2 separate regions of the Anser cygnoides genome follow, and region 1 is linked to region 2. The links are chromatin contacts, called in public Hi-C maps. All regions are on one chromosome and are shown on one strand. The core of a region is the stretch at or near the end of the contact, and the rest is flanking DNA. Distances in the headings are between cores, read along the strand shown. Region 1 holds the start of LOC106043981 (sulfotransferase 1 family member D1-like). Region 2 overlaps LOC106043994 (a long non-coding RNA gene).

What was found. Hi-C and Micro-C count contacts between places; a contact is called where the count stands out from the background.
Region 1: a contact with region 2 is called in a Hi-C map of liver, with 5 times the contacts expected there. The contact joins the promoter of LOC106043981 here to the enhancer-like site in region 2. A contact is called at or near these places in 2 of 7 Hi-C or Micro-C datasets (both in liver).

The regions. Positions count from the first base shown.
Region 1 is chr4:65,139,668-65,143,363 of Taihu_goose_T2T_genome, reverse strand. It overlaps LOC106043981 (sulfotransferase 1 family member D1-like), which reads right to left and starts at 1,578. Exons shown (of 7, transcript XM_048073552.2): 1 at 1,434-1,578; 2 at 1,235-1,360; 3 at 1,040-1,137; 4 at 815-941; 5 at 625-719; 6 at 333-513; 7 at 1-203. The coding sequence starts at 1,578. The coding sequence ends at 91.
Region 2 is chr4:65,050,686-65,054,106 of Taihu_goose_T2T_genome, reverse strand. The region is part of intron 2 of LOC106043994 (a long non-coding RNA gene); the gene reads right to left. Among named protein-coding and RNA genes, the nearest start is that of GC, 20 kb to the left of the region's middle. Within about 2 kb of position 2,161, at least 1 of the 3 cell types and tissues checked has open chromatin away from gene starts, as enhancers often do. A contact at or near this core is called in liver, where this site is marked.

The sequences.
Region 1 (3,696 bases), core at 329-2,828, 90 kb before region 2:
GGGCTGCAGGAATCCGGTGCTGGCTCCCCATCAGGGCAGGGACCCCTGGGAAGCGCAGGGGGCAGGCAGTGCCCCGGGGGTGGGCGTCCCTCACACCTCCGTCTGGAAGCAGAGTTCTGAGCCCGCCATGTGCTGCTGGTAGTGCCGGTCAAAGCACTCATTCTGCGCCACGGTGAAGTGGTTCTTCCAGTCTCCGGAGATGCCTTTGGGGGTAGGGAGGTGAGAAAGCACGTGGGGCAAAATCTGGCCCCCGCAAACATCTGCTATCTGGGCTGAGGTAGGGCCTGGGACCCACCCTCCCCACTGACCCAGGATCACTGGCCGAAACCTACCTTTCCGCATGAAAGGGGAGAGGCTGTGGTCCATCAGCGAGGAGGGCATGGTCTCATAGTTAGCGGCGGGGTTCTTCTTCATCTCCTGGAAGGAGGTGTGGTGGAGGATCCTCGCCACTGTCTCCTCTGGCACCTCCTTGCCCAGGAACTGCAAGATCTTCTGCACCTCACGCCGTGGGTCCTGTGGGGTGGCAGGGGCAGGGATGCTCAGTGCTGGTGCTCCCCCTAGAAATGGGGGGGGGGGGGGGCAGCCAGGGCAGGTGCAGGCACCCCTCTCTCCAGCCCACCTTACCTTCTTCATGTCCTCGTAGAAGAGGTAGAGGAGCCGTTTCTCCTGCCTCTTCTCCCACCAGCCTCTCACATGCTCATACCAGGACCCGTAGGCCACTGTGGGATGTGGGTTGGGTTAGCCGAAAAGTGGCAAGGAGGAGGACGCCCTCCCCACCAGCATTTTTGTGGGAGCCCAAGCATTCAGCCCCCACCTTTTCCATTCATGAAGGTCTCCAGGAACTCAGCCAGCGTGCCAGGGTCAGGGTGTATCTTGGCCATCTGGTAGAAGTAGTAGTAGGAGATAACAACGTCCTTGGGGTTGCGGGCCATGTAGATTACCTGGGGACAACCGAAGCTGTGGTTGAGGGAACAGGAACAGTGCCCCCTCCCTACTGCCCTGCTGGGGAGAAAGGTCAGGGGCAGCCCCATAGCATTACCTTGCAGTCCTTCTCCTGGAAGGAGGCCGGGAGGAGCTGGACTGGCAGGTGGGTCTTCACCAGCCGCGGGGATGGGGTTTTCTCCAGCAGGTCGACACCTGCAGGAGGGGAGATCAGTGGGATGAGCCCCCTGCTCTGACACCCCCACCCGTGCCCCAGCTCGACCCCTTCCCCCTACAGCCCTCGGCCACTCACCGCTTGGTATCTTGGGGGCCTTCATCTCTAGGAAGGGCACCCGGTTGAAGATGGCATCCCGCCGGCACTTCTCCACGTCACCGTCATGGTAGATCATGTCCAGGATCTCACTCAGCCACGTCGTGCCTGTGGCACAGGGCAGTGTCTCAGGGGCTGCAGGCGCCCCGGCAGCGTCCCCATCCCCCCTAGGTCCACTCACCTGACTTGGGGTAGGTGGCGATCAGCAGGTCATCATGCCGGGCTTGGAAAGCCTCCACCTGCGGCCAGCCCTCTATGAAGGACTTGTAGAAGGGGATGCCGTGGAGGCTTCCCAGATCCTCCCTGCCCACCTCGTCCATCCCCATCGCTGGCAGTGTGTCCCCAAGGCACTGACGCTCTTCTGTGCCTGCGCTCAGGGGAGGGCAAAGTCCACCCTGAATCACGTGCAGCCCCACGGGGCGGCGACAGCCTCCTCACCCGGCCCCCAGCTCGGCTTCCTTCCCCTGTAAAAGTATGGGTGCCACGGACTGCATACGCTGGGGACTTTTGGAGCAAGACAGGCTCGACCCGGGAGAGGAAACGCCTCGTCTGTTTGCTGGACTGCACTGCACAGCCTTGTTTTCTGGCTGTTTCTGTCCGTTGCCGGCTCAATGGTGAGACATGGCTTGGTTGGGGAAGTGAAGGAGGAAATTGGAGGCCGGTGGGTCACTCCATGGGGAGCAGGGTGGTGGGATTTGGGAGCTGGGCCCCAGGGCTGCTGGGGCCCAGCTCCGGCTGTGGAGCTGCATTGGAGGAGACCCAGCCTTACTGCCCGGTGCCGCTTCAGCCTCAGCTCTAGCTGCTGAGGAGCCCTGGCCCCCCCACACCTCTGCAGTCCCAGGGAGATGCTGCCAGTGCATGTTAAAGGCAGTCATTTTAGTATAAACCGTCACAGCTGCACACGGTGTGAATATTGACTAGCTGGTTTGTATTTATTGATTTATTAGTTAGTAACTATTATACTATGTTATACTATGTCTGGAATAGAGAGTGGAGCCTCAGAAGCGTTGTTTTGCCCAGAGACTGTCTCAAACACTGAATTCAGCACGGTGCACATCACCGTCCTGCATTTTGGGGATGATTAAAGCTGCCCCAGCCCCACTCCCCCAGCTACTGTGCTCTCTGGATCTTTAGTTAGGCAACTGCTCAGGTCTCTCTGTGCTCCAGGACATCTACGTGCTCCGGAACATCTTCTGCATGTTCCAGAACATCTTCTGCATGCTCCGTAATGTCTTCTGCATCCTCCGGGACATCTCCTACATGCTCTCGGACGTCTTCTGCGTGCTCCAGGACATCTTCCACGTGCTACAGGATGTCTTCTACTTGCTCTGGGGCATCTGCATGTTCCAGAACATCTTCTGCATGCTCCGTAATGTCTTCTGCATCCTCCAGCACATCTCCTACATGCTCTCGGATGTCTTCTGTGTGCTCCAGGACATCTTCCGCGTGCTATATCATGTCTTCTGCGTGCTCCAGGACATCTTCTGCATGTTCCGGGACATCTCCTGCATACTCCAGGATGTCTTCTGCATGCTCCGGGGCATCTTCTGTGTGCTCCAGGCTGTCTTCTGTAAAATGCGGCAGTTCCAAGATGTGGCCCCTGGCCCTGCCCTCCTGGGCACTGCAGGGAAGGCGGCCACCCCACTGGGAGGGAAATGGAAGCTCCAGTGATAGAATCATAGAATGGCCTGGATTGGAAAGGACCTCAAAGATCATTTCATGCCAACCCCCCTGCCAAAGGTTGGACAAGAGGTGATGGACAATCAAAATGTGGATTGGTTCATGTTTGAGGCTGAAACCTTTTGACATGATGCCATTGTGTTACATGGGAAGAAATGAATGTTCAGTAGAGAATAAAGGCCATATAAACTAAATTAAACCATTAATTTAACATTGGTGGTTGGGAAAGACACACTGTCAGTCAGCCTAGGTCAAGTCAGGGCTGTGAAGTGTGACAAAGCCCCACCTCCACCCTGCCAAAATGCAAGTTTCTCAGCAAGGCCACTGGCCTTTTCCTCTTGGTATGGATCTTTGTGTGCTGGTTCCATTTGTATTTTATAAGCACACCCCTGACCACCTGAACTCCTTTCCTTCCCCTTACTCTCTCTCCTCCACTTTCTTTTGTGCTTTGCCCTTCAGAACCTCATTTTATCATGTTTCTGGTCTTACCTAGAGAAACTTCTTAGAATAGTTCTTTCCTGGCAAACGTTTTCCTAAGGGTCTTCTTACAAATGAAAGCTCTTTTGTCACAGCATTTGCTTGTGTGATGGCAACATGGCATGAAAACATGGCAACACACATGAAAGCCCCAGACCAGAAGAGCCGAAGAGTTAAGGGCCAAAAAGCCCTGCGGGGCAGGGAGGATATTTTGAGTGGAATTTTTCCCAGACTGGAATGGATGTCACAATCACAACTCCTTCCTTGGCAAGGGCAAAACCTGTCAG
Region 2 (3,421 bases), core at 912-3,411:
GCGAGGGAGATCCTTCATACAGTCAGTGCTGAATTGCGCTAGTGTATTAGAGGCACGTACTGAAAAGCTGAAAAGGCCACATTTCCTCTTGAAGTGTGCTGACAGCTCTGTTTTTATGAACCTTGTTTAGGAGAGGTTTTTTTTTGTTTATTTGATTGTTTTTGCATTTAAACCGAACATATTTCAAATCCTCTGAAGTCCCTGTAAAGCATAAGAGCTTCCTCAAGTTAGAACGGTTAACCTAAGTAAATTATGCTTGCACGAGGCTTCCAATACCATAACTAGCCATAAAAAACAACAAAACAAAACAGCAACTATAAAAGCAGGGAAACATGGAAATGGTCCCTTCATGCAGCATTTCACTGGCAGAAAGCCCTTGTAGTGCCTCTGCTGTTAGGGGAAGCAGAGCCTCAGCTCCATCCAGAGACCCAGCCCAGCAGCTGCCTTTGCAGCCTGCTTGGGCAGACACCAAACACATGCTATTTCAGCCCAACATGGGAAGCAAGTTCCAACATCCAGGCTTTCTTGCAGGGCACATCTCTGCCAGCACCTCTGTCCCGTGTCCCGCCCCCCGCCTGCTCTCATGTCCCATGTCCTTCCCGAGGAAGAGAGTTCAGGTCAACTTAAAAAGACAGATTCCCAAATTCATCCCTGAATCCAGTAAGACACTCATCTTTGAGGCATTATGAATAGTGTGCTCTGATGACATCTGGGGATGTACACACATCCCTGGCAATTGTTGGCCTATGAAACCTTACACATCAGCCCTCTAGCAGAACTTAATTCAAGGTGCTAATCTAGCAGATCTTTAAGTTCTTCACTCTTTCTCTTTTTTCCTAACAGCACCTTTCAGTCCTTCTTCCTGCTGTGATGCTTCACCCCTTGCCATTATTTTCTTTTTGTACATTTTCTACCATTCCCAGGCGTGCATAGGTGAGGGAGGGGACCACTTTTTGCATTATTTTGAGTTTCCATACACTGCTGGAAGGGCTAAGTGCCTTCTGGTGCTCCTTTTCTTCACATTTTGTTTTTCCCTGGAGGAAAGTGTCATTCTTGGCTGGTTGGAAGGGACGCAGGAATGACAGCATAGAGCCAATATCCCCTTACCTGAAACAAACACGTTTTCATGCAACATGTGTACAAAGTCCTTGTGGTCCTGCCCAGACAAGTTTTCCACTGAAACACTGATGGTGAGGCAGGCAGGAGCATGCAAAATACTCATTCACCAATTTAGGCATCCCATGGCCAGCAAAAGGAGTTCAGAGACACTGAACAGTTCAGTCAACCCTTAAATCACCTAAGACCCTTATCTGTGAGGTGACAGGTGCCATATTTCTTAGTGTGTCATTTTGCATTTTAAATCCTTTCTGTTTATTCTGCACTTCAAACTTGCATGTGACTGGGTCAGCAGAGAGGAATGGGATCCTGTTAACCATTTGTCTGCAAATGCGTTTACCTCTCTCCTGAGAAAGCTGGGTTGATTGCCAAAGGCTAACTAGAAAGCATAAATACTGTATTTACTCATCATTTTCTAGGGCCAGGTTTCTTGATGTCAGCACCAAGGGTTTGAGAGGTCAAGATCTTATATCGTGGGTTTGTGCAGAGGTATGAAGATTCAAAATCACATGGAGGCTATTTTTGAGTGCCCTGCAACCCCTTCTGCATCATTTAATATGTAAAATGTTAGTGAGGTAAGAGCTGGACCACATTGACTCATGTGGCTAAAGCTAACACCTCCTGCTTTCACATCTGGAAAACCGCGAGGCCGAGTGCATTTTGTTTGTGCAAGGAGATCCATGTCCATCCTAACAACAACTTCTGGGCTTGCATGTGCAATTTAAATAATAAGCATATTCATGGAAACAGCTGAGAGCGCTGAAATACTGTTTCAGCCTGCCTGAGAAAAAGGGAATCAGGAGGCTGCATTCATGATGCAGCAACTGGGGAATTTCCAGCAGCAAAGCTTTCTGCCTTCATTGGCTTTGGGCTTACTTGGTGGTAAATCGGTAAAGTCAGGTGTATATATATATATACTCAGGGCTACTTTAAGGGGAGCCTAGTTCTCTAAAGGGCTTTTCTACACATGGTGACTCAGAATAAATAATCTAAATTAATTATGCCACAGCTGTAAAGTAGGTCAGAGATACTGAATGAAAACTCTGTAACAACATTCTCACTTCCTTAGAACAGACCTGACATTCGCTTGATTTACCAAGGACATAAGTGCACAACCAAATAAATAAAACCCGTGAACATGCAGGTTCCTGAAGCCTCAGTCTGAACAATCAGAAACATGACATAAGATAGATGTCAGTGGGGAGGGTGCTGGGAAGTGACTGTGTATTTGGCATCAGCAGTTTACAGCATCTATTTGTACCTGTGTTTGAGACCTGCCTCCAATGTTTGAGTCGAAGGTAAGTACCTGAAAACACACCCATTCTCCTTTACAGACGGTCTGAATTTGCAGGGAGGGGTGTTCTAACGTCTGCCAGAATGAATCCACCACACTCGGTATTCAAGGTTTTGGCTGGGTTTAGGAAAACATTTTGATTCTGTCTTCCAGTTGGCAGATCTCACAGGAGGCTTTCACATGCTTGACAAAGGTTTCAGCGGGGTCAGGCTGTGGATCATGAAAACTGTGACCCTGATGCTGCCTTTGGTCCTGATTCGGGAGCTGTGAAACCAGGGAGTAAACACTGCTCTGCCTGGCTTGCCTGTGCTAACAGCGATGTTGAAATGCCAGATTTGGAGAGAAGTCTTAAATGGGCAGGAAAAAAACGTAAACAAGAACAAGTCGTCTTTCTTTGCTGAACCTCCCCTGCTTACTAAGTGCTATTTATGGGTGAGGAAAATCGTGTAAAATCAGATAACAAAAAAAAGCAGTGGGTGAATCACCATGAGGAGTGCAGAGCCATGAAGATCCATCTTCAAGGATCAGGTTCGTGATGACAAAGTGCATCATTTGTCAGTTATTAGCACTGGTACAGTTTGCATGCTCTTAATTCTAATCTGTTCTCAAAGTAGACAATGTATTTACAAGGACAAGAACTTTCAAGTGATCTTTGTTCCTTACCCCTATGTAAGGGCTTACACAAACCTGCCTGCACACACTGGCTTTGGCTCTTGCAAAACAAGTATTCATCTCCAAGCTGCCACTGTTGCGTATGCAAACGCAGTGACTGCATAAGCAAAAGCAGTCATCCAAGCAAGGCATTGCCTTTGCTCCAGCATTTCAGACAGCACCAGAGCTATGCTGACGAAGAACCCTTGCTGTGTGTGAAATTGGAGGTTACTGTGCAGCCCCCTTGAAACACACCAAACTGCACGTGCACACAAAGAAAAATAGGTTGTTGAAATTTGGTTACTGAAGTTTGCAGTGAGAACCTGAGACTTTTAGCTGGTACAAGTCAGAATAGCTTCA